Linked DNA regions of Mus musculus: all the other regions are linked to region 1. A link is a contact called in public Hi-C and promoter capture Hi-C data. All regions are on one chromosome and are shown on one strand. The core of a region is the stretch at or near the end of the contact, and the rest is flanking DNA. Distances in the headings are between cores, read along the strand shown. Region 1 holds the start of Neu2 (neuraminidase 2). Region 2 overlaps Efhd1 (EF hand domain containing 1). Region 3 holds the start of Efhd1 (EF hand domain containing 1).

Region 1 (3,527 bases), core at 441-2,940:
CCAGAACCAACATTTGTGGCAATCGGATGTCATACTAGGCAGACATCTGAGATTCAATGGTGCCTACTTCCTGCATCCATGTCCTACTGTGACATATGGGCTGTACCTAATGGCGGCTCTCTGACAAGCAGAGCATGGCAGAGTGATGGGATGCCACTTAATGTCACTTCCACGAGCACATCACAAAAGTCTGTGGTTCTGGGAGATGGCTCAGCTGAGAAAGAGCGTGGCATGCAAACGAGAGGTCAGGATCCAGGTCCCCAGAACACAAAAGCTAGGTGGGCCTGGCTGTTCCCAGCACTCAGCGGGCAGAGGCGGTGATCCTCACAGTAAGCTAGCTAGCTAGACTAGCTGGATTTGACTAGTTCCAGGTCTAATGACTGACCCTGCCTCAATAAATAAAGTGGAGATTCTTCAAGGAAGACATCTGACTTCCATAGCTGAGCGTGCTCACGTGGAGCGCATCACACAGCCATGTCCTTGAAGAGAGAGATCTCTGGAATCTTCTGCAGCCTCAATGAAGCAAGGTGTCATGGCAGAGAGGCAAACAAACAAAACAGAGCAAGCTGCCCAGCCATGACCAGCAGGAAACAAGGCCCTCAGTCCAGCAATCCCCAAGGAGGCGTGCAGGCCTGCCAACAACCCAGGAGGCCTGTGTGCCTTCTCCACACAGCCTTGTAAAGAGGCGTTCTGGCCCTCAGCCACCTTGCCTCCAGCCAGTGAGAGCCCCTGAACAAAGAACGCGGCCAAGCCCTGCCCAGATTCCTGACTCACAGAAACCTAGAGTATAAGTATGCCCTGCTTCTTGGCAGTACCGGTTGGGTTAATTTATTACCAGCGGTAGGTCACAAAAAACAATAGCTCATCGGAGGCTTACATAAATATGGGCAGTGTAGCTATTAGCATTGAGAAATGAAAGCAATGGGTTAAGAGGCAAGGTTTTGGTACCAGCTAGGATGGGTTTCAATCTTGGAGCAGCTTACTATCTATGTGGCCTTGGGCAAGATGATCTATGAACATATGTATCTTTAAAATGCACCTGATTCTCAACTTGTAGTGAGGGCTCAGGGCTACACAGAGAGGTTATGCAATCTGCTTAGTTCAGTGCCTGCCACGCAGTAAGCACCAGGCAGAAGGAAGCCGTCACTAATCATAATTCACTGTAATAGTAACAATTGATTAAGACCTCTCGAATAGAGCAGCTGGTGTCCCCTGCCTGGGAGCTGTCAAGCTGAGCCCTGACGGCCATGTAAAGCAGTGATTAAAAGTGCTGGCTTAGTTGGCAAACCGCTTGGCATATGTGCACTGGGACTTGAGAAGATTCACAACTGTCACATAAAAAAGGGGCACAGTGGCGTGCTCCTTTAACCCCCACAGGGGAAGTTTGAGACAGGAGGGGAGGGTGCAGGTAAGATTCGGAGGATGGCCGATCAGGTAGCCTGGCCAATTAGTGAGCCCTGGGTTCCATAAGAAAAACAGAAAACAATAAGAGAGAGACCTGGTGTTCACCTCTGACTTCCACGTGTGTGTGCACGTGTACACATACTAACACAAAAGTGACCAGAACCCAAGAGGATCATAAACACTTACCCAATCTCAGACTCAGGGGGCGGGTCAGTCAGTGGTGGGGCGTCCATTCTTAGTCAACTTCCGATATTACCTTGCAGCCAGGGGCCGTTTGGGTCATGTCAACCTGCACCTCAGTGGCACCTCCCCTTTTGCCTGGCTCCTAGGGAGGTGTGTCTGGCTCCCTGCCTAGGTGCAGGGCACCCAGCAAGGTAAACACCCAGACAGGAAGTGCCTGTCCCAGGAATGGGGCCAGCTATAGGGAGGCAGGTCTGAAGGTCAGGAATGTTTCCCAGGGAGGCTTTTCCAGGCTATAGTACTCAGGGACAGGTAGGGAGCTTGTGTGCTTATGTGGGGGACACACAGACCTGCACTGAGGTGCCCGGACAGGACCGTGGATGGGAAAGGAAGAAACTGAAGCACTTATGAGGGGGCCTAACACCCAGGAACTTCTGGCTGGCAGGTGAGCAAAATATATGTTTATTTTATCTTATTTTTTAATGAAATGAGATCAAGGAAACCGTAGAAGAGAGGTCACTGCTGGGGAAGTGCAGAGTGTTGCAAGCATTGATTGAGAAGAACTAGGAAAGAGAAGGCAGCCAGACTGTCCATGGGAAGGAGAACTTGGCTACCCTTGCAAGATTCCAGCAGTACCTATGAGGTCCTGGCTATGCCTGTGAGCTCCCAGCCCATCTTGGCTTAGTGATTCTCCCAGCCCAGCGTGTTTCAACATCTGTGAAGCACGAAGCAGGGTGACCCCTCTTTCCAGCTCCTATACCTCCAGCTGTGGAGACTAGGGAGACAATGTACTGCAAAGGACAGGTCAATAACTTACAGGGCCCTGTGCAACAGGAACGTGCAGGGCCTCTTGCCAAAAACCGATAAAGAATCAGAGAGAGGCAGAAGCCTCATGTTAAAGTAACTGCAGAGCCCTCCAAGACCAGGGCACTCACTCCCCATGGTGCTCGCCCTGGTTGTAAATGTATGTGTAGACTGTGAAGTGCTGTGATTTCCGTGTGCTGTTGGCTCAAACCTCAGGGTTAAGGTGTGCTCTAGGGAGGAGACTTCACAGCTATGGAGTAACAGCCCCTGTGTTGCTGCCCCACTGATGTTGCTCCTCCTGCTCAGGGACCATTTCAGGACAAAAGACCCTACCCTCAGAACCCTCCAGATTTGTGTGCTTGGTGGCCAAGAAGCCAGAGTATGTTGTGACTCGGTTGAGAAAACTCAGCTGGATATAGCAATAGAAGGTTCTTATTTCCTGTCTTGACCAATATGTGGGATATTCACGAAGCCATCAGCTGCAGGGAGCTGGACTTGGGATTCCTGTAGTTTTGGCTACTCTGCTATCTCAGCTAGTGACCAATGTCTTGTTGCCTTGAGAGAAATGGCTGTCTTAATGCAGAGAGACATTAAGGCTCTGGTTGGGTCCCCCCACTGTGTTTTCCTTTCCCCTCCCCCTTTCTTCATCTTGGCCCACATTTGATGTTACTTAGTCTCAGAAAGGAGAAGCCAGAGTCTCCTTGGAGACTCCAGCATCCTGGACAATGAAAATGGACAATAGGCCATCTTCCTCAACCACACTCTCAGGCCACTCTTTGAACAACCACAGATTTTCATGGACATGGTCCCCAGGATAGGGAGACACCCAGCCTGTCCTGTTTCCTAACGGTAGCAGCAGTCCCTGTGGCCCCACTGCCAGGGATACCACAGTGAGTTTGAACATTAATGAGAGGTCTTTTAAAGAATGTCCCATGGTGAGCTTCTGTTGGTGAAATAGCTGATGGGTTGACTGTGAGCACTTGTTCCCGCTCTCACTCTAGCTAAGTGTTTCAAGTTCCTAGGGATGAGGGGTTGGGATCTTAATGACTAGAACAGGAAGTTCCTGGGGGAAGCAGAAGCCTCTGTAAAGAATTCTTGGTGAATAGGATTGCTGAAGTAAGGGAAAGGTGGAGAAGTGC
Region 2 (3,407 bases), core at 554-3,053, 280 kb after region 1:
GGTCTCAGTTGATGCTCCTGTGTTGGTCTCTGGAACGAGTTGAGACTACCACTGTGTGCCACGAATTCTTGGCTTCTGTATGGTATCTTTTGACTCCAGACATTTTTACATAAAGTCTGTCAAATCTTTCTTTCCTCTTACCAGAGAGACGGCCTTAGAAAAATGTCCCCCAACATCAAGGTTACATAAACAGTCAGGTTTGTTTCTGTCTAGCATTTTTATAGCTTTACAAGAAATACCACGTAAATATTTAATCTCTGAAATGTATTCTGTTCTATTGGTAGGGTAATCATTAACCTTATTTCTCTTCCAAATAGTTACTCAGTAAGCCCCACATTTATTGTGTAACACACTTCTTCTTCCACATTCAAAATGTGTAACCTAAACGAAGTAGTCTTTGAGGGCAGCTGTGTTAGGGCCTCTGCAGAATAAATTCTTAAATTGCAGTCCCCCCTCTCCTAGCCTCCTCTCCCAGGGTTACTTTCCAGTTACTTGGTTCCCTTCTCTGTAATTTTTATAAAGCTAGCATGGTGGCTCACAGGTAACATCAGCATCAGAAGGCTGAGGTAGGAAGATTGCCAACAGCTTCAGGCCAGTGTTGGCTATGGTGTGAAACAAAACAAAACACCCTATGAATTAATTATTCACCTTGTATACGTGCATGCCATGGTGTGTGTATGGAGGTCAGAGGACAACTCTGTTGGTTCTCTTCTACCATGTGGGTCCCAGAGAATTGACAGATTGTCAGGGTTTGCCCCACAAAAGCCTACAAGCTGGGGGGACGGGGCAATGGAGGGATGGATCTGTGGTTAAGGGCACTTGCAGGGGACTCGGATTCCTCCCCAGCATCCACACCGTGGCTCACAACCATCCCTACCTCTACTTCTAGGGGATCCATCACAGTCTTCTGGCCTCTGTGAGCACCGGGCATGCATGTGGTATGCAGACATAAATGGAGGCAAGACTTTTATACACACAAAATGGACACATTTTTTTAAATTACAAATTTGGGCCGGAGAGATGGCTCAGCATTGAAGATTGCTCTTCCAGAGGTCCTGACTTCAATTACCAGCAACCACATGGGGGCTCACAACCATCTGTAATAAGGACCCGATGCCCTCTTCTGACGTGTCTGAAGATAGTACAGTGTATTCACATACATGAAATGAATGAATAAATCTTTTTTTAAAAAAAAGTTTTTAAAAAAAAATTACAAATTTATTGGCCTAAAGAGCATTGTGCAGTTTCTATAAACACCACCATTCCCCACTTATAAACAGATGGACCAAACCACCAGAAGAGGTTTCTCCAGGTTTTCAGGTGGCACCAAAAGCACATACATAGGAAGAATGTGCCGGACAGTGGTGGTGCACTCCTTTGATCCCAGCACTTGGGAGGAAGAGGCAGGCGGATTTCTGAGTTCGAGGCCAGCCTGGTCTACAGAGTGAGTTCCAGGACAGCCAGGACTACACAGAGAAATCCTGTCTCGAAAAACCAAAATAAGAAAGAAAAAAAAAAAAAAAAAAAAAAAGAAGAGTGTTAGACAGACAGGCACCACTTTAACAGGCTTCCCAAATCCCAACTGCAGGGTCTTAGCTCCCAAGGCTGGAATGCCCTGCTTTCTGCTTCTTACTCAGACCTCGCTCTGCCTTGGACAGTGGGGAGTTTGGGGGTGGGAGGGACTAATCAAAGAGATGGAGTGATGTGTGCAGGGTCTTGTGGCTTCTCTGAGGTCCCTGGAGCTGTCTGGATTAAAAGGAATACTCCGGTCTCCCACCTGCAGCTTCCAACTCTCTCACTAGAGGCCGGCAAAGACTCAGTTTGCAGCAGTTCTTAGAGAGCTAGCACATTGGTTGAAAGCAAGTAGGTCAAAAGAAACCAGGCCCCCAGCAACAGGACAGAGGCCAGGAGGGTAGGGACACTGGTGGCTGCTGCATTTCTCTTGGTTCTCTCTTCTCTTGTGAAAGATGTGGGGTGCGGTAGAGACTTCAGCATTGCAGATGGGGGCTGTGGGATGCAGGGAATGCCTGCCGCTCGGTACCTGGCTCCTATGATGCTTGGTCCTTAGTAAAAACGTGGTGGTTGGCTGCTTTAAGAAGGCAAATAGGCCACTGAGGGGGAGGATGTTTTTTCAAGGGTTGCGTGTTATGAAGGGAGTTTCGTTGTCTCCTGTTCTTCTCTCATCGTGAGGCTCTCACGTCCGCCCTTACCCTGTGCTTTCCACCCTGAGCTCAACAAGCACGTAGCCTGCAGAGCTTTGCAGAGGCCTTGCCCTTGAACTCCCAGGCCAAGACAAACTTCTTTCCTTTCTAAACTATCCAGGCTGGGACTGGGACATTCTGTTATCGCAAAAGAAACCAGGCTGAACATGTAGCCACCCTTAAAGCACGTCATCTACCAGAAGTCCCCACGAGGAGCTGCCTTCCACAGTAACACTTCTGAGGGGCCCCAGGAGCCCACTCAGAAAAGAGGGAGTGTTGCTCCAGCTGAGCATCCAGGGGCTCTCCATTCCTCAAGACCTCTTCCTGACCTCTAAAGAGGAGGGCTGGCTAACGGGATGGTTCAGAGTGTTTGTCATCAAGCCTGACAGCCTGAGTTTGATCCCCCAGGGTCCATGTGATGGGAGTTAACCTCTGACCTTCATAGGTGTACCCCTTCCCTCCATGCAAAATAAATAAGTACAACATAATTTTAAATAGGTGTAGGTGGAGATGACAGTGTTCACAGTCATAGAAGGTCCTGGTGTGCCTGAACCATTAGCGAATCCCCTCTGCTCTCTCCTGGCAATGTTTGTTCTGAGGTCCAAGGCTATACAAGCTTGCTCTGTCAGTTCAACAGATGACCAACGGCATCCCCATCATAACTCAGGGGTCTCCCAACCCCAGCCAGCCAGCTAAAGAAGGAGGAGGAAGAGGAGGAAAAGGGAAGGAAGGAAGGAAACAAGGAAGGGAGGGAGGGAGGGAGGGAGGAAGAAAGAAAGAAAGGAAAGAAAGAAAGAAAGGAAAGAAAGAAAGAAAGACAGAAAGACAGACAGAAAGACAGAAAGAAAGACAGAAAGACAGAAAGAAAGACAGACAGACCAGTTCAACCCAAGTACATCCAGTATACCAGGCACTCCCGGTTCACCCATTATAGTCCCTTACTGCCCGACAACCTTATTTGTTTTCCTATTTATAGTCCACAAAGACTGGCATGGTGTCGAGTTGGAAAAGGTCCGAGCTGTGACTCTGGGGACTGGGAGGGAAGGAGAGGTAGAGAACAAAGACAGAGGGTGGGGGGGAGCTCAGAAGCTTATTCCCCCACAGGCCCCGAGATGCTCGCTCGTCCCGAGGGAAGGGATTCTTAACTTCACAACTGTGGCTAGAGGTGTCCACACACCACTGTGTTAGAGCTCTTCATTTGTAAAT
Region 3 (3,779 bases), core at 1,152-3,651, 310 kb after region 1:
ATAGGAAACTGTGACTGTGTATAGTCACCTGTGGCCGGATCCAGCCACACCTGAAGCAGGCTCTGGGCTTTGTTTTAGAAGTCGGTCACTTCCCTTTGTTCCTGTGGTTTTATTGCAGGTGACAAAGGCTCTAACCTAGACTTCAGATGGGCAGCTTAGCTTTGTAGAAACACCCGCACAGTTTGGGCTGTCAGCTCTCCCAGAACCACAGGTTGCACTCTGCCCTCCTCCTTAGCTTGATGCCGCCAGTGCCAACACTACTTGGCTCCAAAGACCTCTCGAAGGGATAAATCGTACTCCTCTTACACAGCAGACTAACAAACTTAACCTTCCAAATGGGAGCTTCCCAGTAAAACCTGAAAGAAGCTAAAGAGGCAACAGAGCAAGGTGGAGGGAGTGATACACAGGTGAACATCCGGGCCAGAGCAGCCATTCCTACAGAATATAAAACCCAAAGAAAACCACGGGGGCGGGGGGGGGGCAGGATATGTCAAACCACGGTGCCTTCCCTGGCTTTTCCACCATCACCCCAGTCTCATTCTCTACTCCCAACCCTACCTTCCTTAGCTGCCCAAACTGCACCCAGAGAAAACAGTGGCTGGGAGCAGGGTACTGAGAAAACAAACTGCCAGAGAGGCAGCAAGTATTGAGGTGCTCTGCAGACCTCGGGAGTAGTGGAAGCAGTGATCGCCATAGTGCCTTTAAATAGAACCTCCTTGGTGAGGGCAAACACATTCCAAGCACTTTAAAGACGCCCAAGCATGACCTGGCCACTTTTCCGGTCCCGGCCGAATTCTGGAAATAATATTAATAGCTTAGTGAGGCGTTTTCGGTGTACAGACTACTTCGTGGCCTTAAAAGGCAAAGGAGGGGTCAGTGAGACAGCTTAGCTGGTAAAAGCACTTGCTACCAGGTCTTATCACCTGAGTTTGATCCCAACCCCTGCGTGGTGGAGGGAGAGAACTGATTCTCACAACGTGTCCTCTGACCTCCACGAATGTGCCATGACACTTCCTCATGCATACACACTCACCGTAAATAAATACATGCGGTTTTTCGTTCTGTTTTGTTTTGAGACAATGTCACTATGCAGCCATGGCTGGCCTCGGATTCAGAGATTACCTCTGCTTCCCAAAACCAAATGTTGGGATTAGACGAGAATGTCACCACATCTCGCTTAGAAAGAAAAGTAACGGGGGAGGGAGGGGAAAAAGCAGCAAGAGTCATTACTGCTTTCCCTCTTCAAGTGGGGAAATGAGGCCAAAGAGACCTCTCACGTGACAGGCCACCTACTGGGTCTTTGCATGACCTCCTCTTCTGAGGGGTGATGAGGCTCCAGCAGCACCCTAGTGACTAGTGGCAGGCACCAGTTCCCAGCCAGAGGCATCTGCCATTCACCGGTTAGAAGAGTAACTGACTAGGCGACGCTCCCAGGAGGCTCCTGCGCCAGCCACTCCCCCCACCCCTCACCCCCCGCCCGCCCGCACTGGTCTAGGGACGCCTATGTGTCTTTCGAGTTTAAAGCAACCTTGTTCTCAGCCTTCCTTCATTTCTCGCATCCCTTACTGAAGACGTGTGTCAACTGTTTCCTTTGTTTTATAAGATAAAAGACAATCCAGCTAATTTCTCCCTTGAGGGATAAAATTAAGGCTGGCAGGTGAGGTGCGCCCCGGGCTCGCTTCCTAGAAGTTGCTCCGGGAGCAAATCTCTGGATCTGTGGGTGGAGGAGGGTGCGGGACCCGCCCTGGGGAGTAGGAGACTCAGGGAGGGGGCTTTTGAGTAGGACCCTCTGAGCTCCGCCGGGGTCAGATCCCCAGCCTGACGAGGTTCCCCATGGCGCGCAATGAACTTGATGCGCACGATCTGGCTGCACTTGGCCAGATGCTCAGTGCACTCCTGAACGCCTGCACCTCCTTCCTCACTGTCCCACTCGCTGCGCGGCCACCCCGTGCCCTGTCTCGGATCCCCCGTTCTTCGGGGGCGCAGGACGAGCGCTCACGTTTTGAACATCTTCTCCAGATCCTTCAGGAGGCGGCGGCTGAACTCCGGGAACTCGGTGTAGGGATTGAAGACCTTAGAGCGGCCCGGCCGCGCTGTACCCTGGTGGATGTCCAGCCTGCGGCTCAGCTTGAGGTTCAGTTCGGAGTCCGCGCTGGCTGTGGGCGCCCGGGCAGGCGGTTCAGGCTCCGGGTGCCCGGCTGGGGCATCGCAGGGTGCAGGCTGGGGGTCGCCCTGGTCGGTCTCTGCCCGCACCTCAAGTCTCAACCGGCGCTGCAGCTTGCAGGCCAGCTCCTCGCTGGACATGATGGCGGGTTGTGGTGATGGAACTGAGGTTCGCGATCCGGTACGGGGACAGAGAGTTGTGCGCTCTTTGCGGGCTCGTGGCTTTCTGACGCTCGGTGGAATCGCTCGGGGCCCGGCGGTTGAAAAGAACCGTGGGTAGGCGGGGCGGGCGGGGCGGAGCTGCGGCTTTAAGGAGGCGCGGGTGCAGTAGGACTATCTACTGGACAGGGGACAAGGGAGTGTCTGCGCGTCCTAGGGGTCGCGTTTGCCTAAACCTCTCATAAGCTGAGACTTGATGCTAATCCGTCCCCCAGTCCAGACATGGACCCTGAAATCAACTCTTGCTCTTGCCGCCAGAATCCGCCCTTTGGGAACTGGTGATCCCCAGGGAATTGGTTGCAAACACTGGGGAGTTAAGTCTGGCAACCGTTCAGGCAGTTCCATTCTCTTCCAAAGCGCTCCAACCAGGGAGCTCGCGGCCTAGGACCCTCTGAGATGGGAGAATTAAGCGTGCCTGGTAACACACCCACGTGTGTAGCGAGCAGTCGTCGCCCTAAGGCCCTGGAGTAGGAGATGCTCCTGGCAGTACGAAGGTGCCTTTCATATACCATTGAAATGTTTCCACAACAATCTAAAAATACTAGACATAAATAAAGTGAGAAAAATCTCCTGATTCCCGGGAAAAAAAAAGGGGGGGGGTTGTCTTGTTAAGGGACCAAATGTGGCAAGTATCTTGGCTGTATGGCTTTTTTTTTGTTTGTTTTGTTTTTTTAATGTGAGAGCCACCACTGCGGAGAGTGGGGTTAGAAAAGGCTTGAAAATAAGGCAACTTTTGAAACAGGAGATTGAAGTAAAAACAAGTAGAGCCGCCGTCATTCTCCCTAAGGAAGGATGTGGTGCAAATGAGGGTTCCCTCAGCCAAACATGGAGAAGCAGCTGTAAACACAATAGTGGCTGCACTGGGGACCAGCTTTGCTCCACTTGTTTTGGGCCACAGACTGGGGAGTGTGTGTGATGAGCCCGGTGGTGTGCACCGCTGAAAGGCATGAGTTGGTTGCCTGCACATCTTAGGGGGCCACAGGGAAAAATCAGAGCCATTGCGTGCTCTCATGAAAACGTAATTCGATTAGAATTCGAATAGCTGGGTGTTGGGGTACACGCCTATAACTCCAGCACTCAGAAGGCTTAGACAAGAGAATTCCAGGGTAGGAAGCCAGCCTGGGGTTCACAGCAAGACCCGCTGCTTCGCTGCTTCGGAACAAAGCAAACAAGAAATTAACACAAGAAATTAACGGGGGAAGGGTTAGGGGGAAGGGGGAGCTGGGGGGGGGAGCTCAGAGGGCTTAGCATAAAAGAGGCATAAAAGAGTTCAATCCCTAGCATCCACAAAGTAAAACACACCTTTTAAAAAGTGGTTCAAGAAAATAAGTCATTAAAAATAAAGGTACTTTTGGTGTGCATGGTGGCTCATATAAGCCTGTGATTCTACTTGGAAG

The links. Hi-C and Micro-C count contacts between places; a contact is called where the count stands out from the background. Capture Hi-C pulls out chosen DNA fragments and counts their contacts.
Region 2: a contact with region 1 is called in a Hi-C map of liver, with 2.8 times the contacts expected there. The contact joins the enhancer-like site here to the promoter of Neu2 in region 1. A contact is called at or near these places in 3 of 39 promoter capture datasets (hematopoietic stem and progenitor cells, liver and pre-B cells), 1 of 484 Hi-C or Micro-C datasets (liver), 1 of 115 datasets of contacts at active chromatin or transcription factors (microglia) and 1 of 9 other capture datasets (liver).
Region 3: a contact with region 1 is called in a promoter capture Hi-C map of liver, with 2.2 times the contacts expected there. The contact joins the promoter of Efhd1 here to the promoter of Neu2 in region 1. A contact is called at or near these places in 1 of 39 promoter capture datasets (liver), 2 of 115 datasets of contacts at active chromatin or transcription factors (astrocytes and pancreatic cancer cells) and 2 of 9 other capture datasets (liver and macrophages).

The regions. Positions count from the first base shown.
Region 1 is chr1:87,572,190-87,575,716 of GRCm38.p6, reverse strand. It overlaps Neu2 (neuraminidase 2), which reads right to left and starts at 1,690. Exons shown (of 4, transcript NM_001160163.1): 1 at 1,591-1,690. It also overlaps a transcript of Ngef not described here.
Region 2 is chr1:87,291,462-87,294,868 of GRCm38.p6, reverse strand. All of the region lies in intron 2 of Efhd1 (EF hand domain containing 1), which reads right to left. It overlaps Gm41911 (a long non-coding RNA gene), which reads left to right. Exons shown (of 4, transcript XR_878348.2): 4 at 890-1,037. Among named protein-coding and RNA genes, the nearest start is that of Gm41911, 17 kb to the left of the region's middle. Within about 2 kb of position 1,803, at least 43 of the 459 cell types and tissues checked have an H3K27ac peak or open chromatin away from gene starts, as enhancers often do. A contact at or near this core is called in liver, where this site is marked.
Region 3 is chr1:87,262,975-87,266,753 of GRCm38.p6, reverse strand. Efhd1 (EF hand domain containing 1) reads right to left here and starts at 2,401. Exons shown (of 4, transcript NM_028889.3): 1 at 2,000-2,401. The coding sequence starts at 2,304.